Linked DNA regions of Mus musculus: region 2 is linked to region 1. A link is a contact called in public Hi-C data. All regions are on one chromosome and are shown on one strand. Each heading gives the region's core, a stretch centred on a gene start, on an enhancer-like site or on the middle of the called end of the contact. The rest is flanking DNA. Distances are from core to core; before and after follow the strand shown. Region 1 has its middle 5.9 kb from the start of Nrde2. Region 2 has its middle 25 kb from the start of Ttc7b.

Region 1 (4,876 bases), core at 1,433-3,932:
CAAGATAGTGCTCATAGCCCTGTCCGGGCTTAGTTAAATAGTCAAAGACAATGATTGCCTGGCCACACCGTCTTGGTGTGGACCGTTATAGCCATCCTGACAGTTATAAAAGTTTGCAAGGGATGCAAGGCAGAGCTCCCAAAATCCCAGCTCCTCTGGCCAGTTCTTTAGACTCTAGGGAGTCTTGATTTTTGCACCATGGTACCAGGCCTTCAGTTCTTCAAGGGCAGGAGGGCTAGCTTTCCCCCTAAGCCCACCATCATGGACCCCAGCAAGGCTGCCTGGCATATTCAAGATATCACCTTAGTACATTTTGTCATTAGTACATGACCCCACCCATCACAGTTCATCTGACTGCCTGGGTTTTCACAGTATGATGTATGGTGTTCTATAACAACTGAAAACATAATGGGTAACACCAGAGGCAGTAAATAAATACGAGCTCATTAATTCATAGCAAAATGTCAATTCATAGAACATGATAGCATGCTTTAAAAATGACATTAGCCAGCAGCTTAAGAATGAGAAGGTGGAAATTAATTTTATTTTAATGTTTAATATACTTTTGACTACTCAAAACTATATGAAAGATTAATATACTTTAATGTGTGTGTTGGCATTTATTAAGCCACTGATTTGGAAGCAAAATAAGCGATGTATATGTTTAAAGCATTAAAGATTCAGTAGTGATAATTAACTGGAAGGTCATGGAGGAAGCCATGATCAGCATCTTCTGTAGAATCCCCCACAGATTATGCAGACATATGCTGTAGGGATGGCAGAAGCTGGAATCGGCGGCTTGGTGTTCTTGAGAGACATTGAAAACCTGCTCCCATGAATCAGTTAACTAAACATCTGAGGCTTGTGAACAAGCACCGGGCAGGCTTCCATCTTCCATGCCGCCTTTTAATCTACCAAGGAAAGATCTGGTTCTTCCGGCCCAAGCCACTCAAGCTGCGTGATGAAGGTCCGATGACGTCAGCATCAATAATGAGGCAGAGGATTGCTTTTATGCTGGAATAACAGTCACTATCACATGATTTTTCACTGCTGAGGTCTTTGACTTTGAAAGTCCTGATTTGAGATCTGGCTTCTTACCTTTTAAAAAGAACATATGAATCAAGAGCTGGAGAGGTGGCTCAGAGGTTAAGAGTGAAGGACCTGTGTTCCGGTCCCAGTACCCACGTCAGCTGGCTGGCAAACACCTGTAACTCTGCTCCAAGGGACTTGGTACCTCTGGCTTCGGCTGACACCTGCATTCACATGCACCCCCCCCCACACACACACACAAAGGGCTGCAAATTTGGGGATCCTAACACCTGCCTGGATTCAATAATTTGCTAGAAAATCTTGCAGGATTCAGAAAGTGGCCTCTGTAGTTGGCTGGCTGTGTCCTAGGTATTACAAGTAGTCTGGATGGATTCAAAGAATACCAAAGGATGTGTGTAGGTTATGTGGAAATGGCATATACATCCTAAGTGGGACTTCCATTGTTTTTTATATCCATGGAGAGTCTGGAGCCAATCTCTCATGCATATTCATGACTGTGTCTACTCTTACAGTCTTATTACAAATGTTAGACGTCAGGATCAGCCAAATGAGAAGACTCAGAGGGTGAGTTTTGTCAGGGTCCCTAACATGGAGCTTGTGTGCCCCCTTCCTGTGGAATTGAGATGTACCATTCCTGCCGCAGCAGCTTCTGCCTGCTTAGGAAGCTCAGTCAGCCGTATTCTGGAAGTTTCTTGGCTTATTGTTCATTTGGTTTTTTCATTACTCAGACATGATGGGAGTCAGTCTCCAGTAACCTCTTCAGTGCAAGCCCATAGCTGGTCTTCCTGGAATGGCCTCCTTCCCCCTCCCAGGATGTTGTTAGCTTAAACTTAGCTACGATCAAGGCCTACCTATTCTCCCATCTTATTACTTGGGAATTTGAAGGGTTTAATGTTTCTTCCCCCTAGGGGCAACAAATATTTATTTATTCATTCATTCATTCATTTATTATTTTTGTTTTTATTATTTATTATTTTTAAGGTATGTGTATGAATATTCTGCCTGCATACATACAGGCGTGCCCAGAGAGACTAGAAGAGGATGTTGGACTCCCTGAAACTTGAATTACAGATGGTTGTGAGCTGCCATGTACATGCTGGGAATTGAATTCCTGTCCTCTGGAAGAGCAGCCAGTGCTCTTAACCACTGAGCCATCTCTCAAGCCCCTACACTCTCTGTTATACAGCGTCAGGAGTATCTAGGCCCTCCTCCCGGCTATTCTTCCAGGCTTTTACAGCCCCTCTCGTGTCACCTCAGCCACAGTCTGCCCTGAGGACCCTTGAGCACACTTGAAATTTTGCACACACCATTTCCTCATTTGTCTTTTTCATTTACCTATTTAGTAAATGCCTCACAATTTAAGACCCAGTTAAATGGCTCTTCCTCTGTAGAGTCTTCCAGAGGGGTGGTCCGTTTCTACCTCTCCCGTGCTGCTTTTAAACTGTTGTTTATTCATAGATGTCATAGAAACACTATAGGTCATCGCAGTTTTGGACTAAGCTTCTGCATTGCCCCCCAGAGGACTAAACCAAGAATCAAAATGGAGTCATGTGTGCTAAAACACTGTACCATCAAACTCAAGTGTGCCTCTGAAGACTTAGTCAGGAGGAGATCAGATTTCCAGTTTCAATTCATGCGACCACAACACTTGCGCTGTTTTGATCTTTACCAACAAAGGAATCTGAAACTAACCTGATGTGGAGCAGACAGTGGCTTCTGTCTTTCTGATACTCTGAAGTTGTTGGTCTTAATTTCTGCTTCTTTCCATAGTTTTCTGTTTGCAAAACCAGGTGCCTCTCTTGGCGCACTGGAATGCCCACTTCATTTTCTAAGGTGAAATGTTACCTGATTCCACAATTGCAAATGAGGTGTTCAATAGAAATGTATCACGAGTTTGTCTTCTGACGAGGACCATCTTTGCACTTCACTCTTCAGGCCAGGACTTCCTGTGGAGAAGCCTCTGCGTGCTATTGGCTGTAGTCAGAACCTTTGTGGAATGTATATGCAGAGTGCTATTGGCTGCAGTCAGAACCTTTCTGGAATGTATATACAGAGCCTCAGGTTTATTACTTGAAATTGTTTGTCTTTGAGGAAGTCTCATCTTACTGTCCTTGGTTGTGCATTTTATCACTTAGGGCACCAGGGAAGCAACCATCCATCACTTCAGCGTTACAAGTACTCCCCAGAATACTGGTGGGCAAGTTATCACTTGAGATCTTATGCCTGTTGGGACCACTGAACACTTTAGAGAAATCTTAGATAACAAAGGTGAGATGATACAAGAAGTGGATTCTGCTAAATATCTAGCCAGAGGGAACTGGGTAAGTGGATCATGGGCCTATCCTTTGAATGAAGTATAATGGTTTCTCTACTACATGTTTATGAGGTTCCTCAGTGAGGAACTGAGATGCTCCAAACATTAAGAGGAAAAATAGTCACGGGTATAATTATAAAAATACACATTGGGGCTGGAGAGATGGCTCAGCAGTTGAGAACACTTGCTGCTCTTACAGAGGACCCAGGTTGGGTTCTTTCTGTGTATTTCTGAGGGGCTTCTCAAAACCTTTTTCATTTTAGACAGAATGTAGACTGTGTGAATCTTAAATTATGCATTTATTTATAGATTTAACCAAAGAATGATCTTAGGAATTGTATCTGACCACTAAAACCTAACATCTTTCCTGGGCTGGAGAGATGGCTCAGTGGTTAAGAACACTAGCTGATTTTGTAGATGTCTAGTGTCTAGATCAGGCTATTCAAATCCAGGAGATTTGATGCCTCCTTCTGGCCTCCATGGGCAACTGTACACATGTGGTACACATATAAACGAGCAGGTCAGACACATCTGTATAAAATAGAATAAATCTGAATAAAAAAAAAAAACCCACAACTTTTCAATCTTAGACCCACCCCCCACCAAACACACACACACACACACACACACACACACTGCTTCCAAAGAAAACAAATTAGGTAAGAAGCAAAATCTCCTCCACCCCCAACCTGCCCCCACTCCCCTCCACCCCCAACCTGCCCCCACTCCCCTCCACCCCCAACCTGCCCCCACTCCCCTCCACCCCCAACCTGCCCCCACTCCCCTCCACCCCTAACCTGCCCCCACTCCCCTCCACCCTCAACCTGCCCCCACTCCCCTCCACATGCTGAAACAGATCCAGACCTTTATTTTCTTGCTGTTAGCTCTGGTTTCCCAAGGGCATATTTTTGTTTTCTTCATAGGGACCAACAAAAAATTCCTTAGGATGGAGTGGGCAGATAGACCTGTTCCTCCAGTTTCCCTGAGTTAGTGTGGATTCTTTTTTGCAGAAAGATGAAAGGGAGTCTGATTTTGGCCTAGCCTGAGTAGACCAGCTTAGAGGTCATCATTCCAACTGACCGGGAACAGGACCAGATTCTGGGACCATGACCCAGCATGTGGAAATTTACTCACTTGTTCTGTTTCTAAGACCCTTGGGTTGCAGTGATAGAAAGTGAACTTGAATTTGATTCCCCAAATGGGAAAAATAAGTATATTCGGTGGTTTTCTATAGCAAACACACAGAAGTGAGGCTGGGTTCCAGGGGCATCAAGAAGTAGCAGTTCAAAACCACTGGGGTCTTCTTCAACTCGAACCTGGCCTTTCCTTTTTTTTCTCTGCTTGGCTGAGTTTCCTCATCTTCTGGGCCATTGTACTCTGCACGCACACTGGGTGGCTACTAGTGTTGTGATCGTCTCCCAGCTCCAGAAAGACCACACCAGGCCAAACAGTTCCACGTGAGGTTTATTGAGAGAGAGAAGGGCAAAGTGGCAGTGGAAAGAGAAGGGGGGG
Region 2 (5,010 bases), core at 2,412-4,911, 380 kb before region 1:
CTTACATTCTGTCAGAATAATTGTCTCTTAGAAGAATTATTATGATGAAATATCTTTAATCTAAACTGCTGGCCTCTCAAATGTCTTCTTAAATCCAAACATCCCAATTTTCACTCTTTAATTATACTATGTGAGTGCCTACTGCCACATCACAGCAAGCTCTTGTGAGATACAAGTCACTGTTTGGGTTTCACTTGTGATGGTTTGGTTGGTTGGTTTGGTTTGGTTTGGTTTGGTTTGGTTTGGTTTGGTTTGGTTTGGTTTGGTTTGAGACAGGGTCTCTCTACATAACCCTGTCTGTCCTGGAACTCACTATGTTGACTAAGCTACCCTCAAATGCACAGAGATTCACCCCTATTGGTAGGATTAAAGGCATTGCACTGTCATGCCTGGCCCCTGTTAGTTACTTTAAGGATGGGGGAACCCATAAGACTCACAGAGGAAGAGGAAGTGTGTCTCAATATTATAGGTATTGTATATCCTGCGTGAAGAAAACAACTCCTACAGCAATGCAAGTTTTATCTCCGTCTTGTTAGGTAACTGCACTCTCAATTGTGACATGCTTTGGAAAGAATGTTTTCTTTAAGAATAGTTATTTATTTGGTGAGATGGGGTTAGGAGATCCAGGCCTGCTTCCTCTGCTTAGTGATTTCTGTGAGGGAAAAGAGATGGTGACATAGAGTATTTGATGAGCCTCGCTTCCATCATTGTCATTGTCACTTGCTTTGGAGCTTCCTCTGTACTCTGCTGAGCTTTCTTTCCGCATCCAGTTCTATACCCTGTTTAATCATAGACACTAGCTCATTTCACCCCGAGGGATTCTTCCCTCCCTCTGGCTTACTGTGCATCCTAACTGGTGAATTTGTGAAGTAAGCAGGTGCCATGTTCCTTCTCTCCCTAATGCTGAGCTGAAAAGGAGCCCCCAGGGTGGGTGCTGTTGATTGATAACCAACTATTCCTTTGTCATTTCTAACCATGGGGAAAGGTTAACACTTTGTATTAGGAGACTTATAATAAAAGACAGGATTCAGCAGGCTTCATTTCTGTCATCCATCTGCTGGGATAGGAGGAAGGCTTGTAGTATTTTCTTAGCGCTACTTGGCTGAGTGTAAGATTTTGAGTTCTTAATTTTGAGTAAGACTTGTATTTCTTGCAGCATCTGCTCGTCAGATCATAGTAACCTGGGGCCCTGCCTCTCACTGTGCTGTTTACTTCAGCCTCTTGGGTTGCATGACACTTTGCAACTCAGGTGTTTATAAAAATTCCTCTATTTTGAAAATCCAGTTTTATTCTTGTCCCTTTGTACATTAAGAAGGTTTTTAAATCTTTGCTTTGAAATCCAATGTTTTTTTTTTTTAATGTAAGCACATTTTGAAAAAAAATAACGTGGCTTGATTTTTCTGACATTTCTTCTTGTAGACAGATTTGGAAATTATCATTTATGTAGTTTGCTCTGCTTTAAAACCCAGTGAGATTAAAGTACCTAACATTTTGCCTCCAGTGATTGTTTTCAGTTTATGAGGGTGGTTGTATAGAAATGAGCCCCTCCCTCCTGCAGGAATGATTATGTGACAGCTGTCTTCACTAAATACTCACGACTGTGGTGAGTATTTGCATTCTTCACAGTTTCCCTTAGGTGCTCTACTCCTGTCGTCCGGCTGGCTGAGACTACGAGCATGGGTGAAAGGACCACTTAGGACATAATAATGCACATAGTCTCTTGGTGAGAGAGAAGGACAACAGATGCTGTGGACTTAAAACCTGAATCCTTAAGTACCAAGGTTGGGGGAAGCAGCTCTAGAAGCCTCACTGGCATGACTTGTGTGAGAGGAAACCACATGTACACGCAGAGGAGGAATTCCTAAGGTTGGCGCTCCAGGTGCAGCTGGCATAGTTCTCTCAGAGGTGGCACACACCGCCGGTGTGGGGTGGAAAACTTAGTGAGAATAATTGAAGCTGAGATCAGTGATAAAACTGTTCTTTCACAGCTTTTGACAAGTTAAGAATCCATCTCACCAAAAGATAAAGGAGGAAGGAAAAAGAGTGACTTTCCTCTGGTTCTGTGTGGATAATTGGGAGCCAGAGCCCAGTTGCCTTAGATCAGATGACCCCCTTCCTCTCCACGACACTGGCTTGCTTGACTACACTGGAGTTATGTTGTTCCCACACTTGGTATGTGTGCTTTCTCTTGCATCACTTTTCCATCTTCAAGTTAATAAGTCTGTACAGTGATGAGCCCCTACCTGGCCTCAGTGAGAAGGGGATTTTTTTTTTTGTATGTGTGTGGAAAAGTGACCCTTAATGGAAGCATGCCGGAACTGTTTGTAGCTGATGTGATCACTGACGGTTGGTGTTAAGTCCGCCATATTAACGTTCGTTTTCCATGTGTCCCACTTCCTCCTTGACTCAGATTTGTCTTACGCCCTCTTCTTTTAAATACAAGGTTTTGCATTATGTATTTTTAAAGCCTATATTTTATTGATGTTTGATTGTCTCCTTTTTGCTCTCCATTCTGTTTCACTCTTCTGTATTTCCATCTGAGATTATCTTTTCTGTCTGGAGCATTCTTTTTGAAACGGAGTCAGGTGGGGTTGTAGAGACAGCTCCGTGGTTATAAGTACACAGGGTTCTTGCCCAGGACTGTAGTTTTTATATTAGGCAGCTCACAGGCACCATAACTCTAGCTCCAGGGGGACCCAGTGCCTCAGGCCCCCTGCTGCTCACACTTAGGTGGACATACCCATACACAGACATGTAATTAAACGTGAAAACAAATCTAAGATGAGTTTAAAGATAGATGAGTTCACATCATGCAAAAATCAGCATTTTTGACAGAAGACAGCTATGACATCACTACCTTGTATCCTCTTACAGGATCATTGTCATATGTGGTCTGTCCTTGACTTTAAAAACTTCATTATATGACACAGTGCTTCTTTTAATGCCAGACCTGCCTTCGCTATGTTCTCTTGGTTTTTGTTTTTCTAAATATTTTGCTTTTATTTTTCCTAACACCTTTGTTGGGATACAATGTATTAACAGCAGGAATCAAACACTAAAAATGCACAGTTCAGTGTTGCCTTTATTTTTGAAGTGTACTGCTGAATATGCAGTCCTAGGTTTGCCACTTTTAAAATACTGTTACATTCCTTAAAATCTGTGGCAAAGTCAGTTCTAAGTCTTATTTCAAAGAGAAAGTATCTTTCTTTTCTCTAGCTAGATGGGAGGGAGAAAGTTGAGACATGTTACAAATTATCTCCCCATTTTTTCCATCCTCTTCCCCTGTGGTTAAACCTATTTTTACCAACCTGTCTTCTAGTTCACTGGGTCTCTCTTCTCCTATGTCTATTGAACTTGAAATTTAATTTTCTATATTATGTCAAGGTCTAAAATACTCGTTGATTCTTCCATATACCCAAGTCCCTAGTGAATTCCCATTCTTCCTTTTTTTATATTCTTGAACATATTTATTAAAATTATCTCAGCTCTCAGAAAAGAAGAGATCAGATTGAATTACCTCATATTGGTTGTTTCTGTTGTCCACATTTTCTCTTAGGTTTCAGTCGCTTCCTCTTGTTTTTTGGCTTGCCTCGTGAGCTGATCAAGCATCTTACATTGTGGTTTTAAGATCACAGAAGCTCTGGGTTATATGATCTCTATGAGCGCTACATTTTCTTCTGGCTGTTACATGAAATGTAGGCAGAGCATCATGACTGCATCAGGGGTTGGAGTTTGGGTGAATTGGGGCTTACATACTAAACGTAGCTGTTACTCCTAGCAATTGGCTGCTATGGGTTTCAATTGGCCCAACTGAAAATCTGGGGTATTTATCGGGGCCACTTTACCATAATGATCCTGAATTCGCACATTTGTCTGCTCAGCACCAAGAGCTGCCAAGACCTCTGGCCAATTCTTTCAGCTTCCAGTTAGCTTAGGCCTCCATGTGTACACATACACACACTCCACACCACACATACACTACACATACCACACACACACACACACACACACCACACCACACCACACCACACCACACATACAGTACACATACCACACACGAACACACATAAACCCCCCCTCCCCCCCCCCCTACACACACACACCACTGTTTTAAAACAAGGAAAAAAAGTAATGAAACCCATAGGAACAAATTTATGGAGAGCAAAGAAATCTCTGGAAGGAATTCATTTTTTGTGAGACCTGATCATCAGTACTCTAAGGCTTCTTATTTTAACTTCAGTTTTTGAAAAACATTTCACAGGTGACTAAGCCCTCATTAAATGTATCAAGATGCTTAAAAGTGGTTTGGTGTTCTCAAGTCAGTCTTCCAGAATAGCTTAAATGTCAGCGTTATCAAGAAAAAAAAATGCATGCTGGGTGCATACCACTATTAAACACTTCAGTCACCTGAAGTGTTTCACTGTTTTTTCTTATTCTTTCTTCCTTCAAAAACTGCATTCACTCTGGAGTGTCTGCACGTTTAATCTCAGCACCTGGGAGGTGGAGGCAGGAGGATCGTGAGACCAGTTTCCTCATTGCAGGGGCTGGAGAGATAGCTAAGCAGTTCAGAGCACTTGTTCTTACAGAGGAGCCAATTCTTAGAATCTACATAGCAGCTCACAACCATCTGTAAAACCTAGTACCAGGGAGTCCAATCCTCTCTGACTTCTGAGGGTACCTGGCACACACATGATCCATAGACAAATATGTTATCAAAATACTCATAAGCATAAAATAAATAAATCTTATTATTAGGAATGCTAAAGAATGATTTTCTCATCCACTTAAGTGAGTTTGAGACCAGCTTGAGTTAAATGAGACCCCGTTGAAAGAAAAGGAAAGGAGAGGAAGCGGGGGGAAAAAAGGAAAAATCTAAAAAAGAATTATCTTTCTTCTCCAAACACAGGGTCAAAAGGTAATTGTTGTATTGCTGGGGCTTGAACTCTGGGCCTTTGTGCACGCCAGGTAAGGAAGGATTCTACACAGCCACCTAATAGTTTGTACTACTGA

Evidence for each region. A called contact is a pair of places that touch in the nucleus more often than the background predicts.
Region 2: a Hi-C map of CD4 T cells shows a contact between it and region 1, with 3 times the contacts expected there. The contact joins two enhancer-like sites. A contact is called at or near these places in 12 of 39 promoter capture datasets (the 3T3-L1 cell line, the C10 cell line, the HPC-7 cell line and 7 more), 2 of 484 Hi-C or Micro-C datasets (CD4 T cells and bone marrow-derived macrophages), 15 of 115 datasets of contacts at active chromatin or transcription factors (the 230-238 cell line, the SCID.adh cell line, T-cell acute lymphoblastic leukemia and 8 more) and 3 of 9 other capture datasets (adipose tissue, embryonic stem cells and liver).

The regions. Positions count from the first base shown.
Region 1 is chr12:100,163,132-100,168,007 of GRCm38.p6, reverse strand. No RefSeq gene overlaps it. Among named protein-coding and RNA genes, the nearest start is that of Nrde2, 5.9 kb to the right of the region's middle. Within about 2 kb of position 2,682, at least 40 of the 459 cell types and tissues checked have an H3K27ac peak or open chromatin away from gene starts, as enhancers often do.
Region 2 is chr12:100,542,997-100,548,006 of GRCm38.p6, reverse strand. No RefSeq gene overlaps it. Among named protein-coding and RNA genes, the nearest start is that of Ttc7b, 25 kb to the right of the region's middle. Within about 2 kb of position 3,661, at least 9 of the 459 cell types and tissues checked have an H3K27ac peak or open chromatin away from gene starts, as enhancers often do.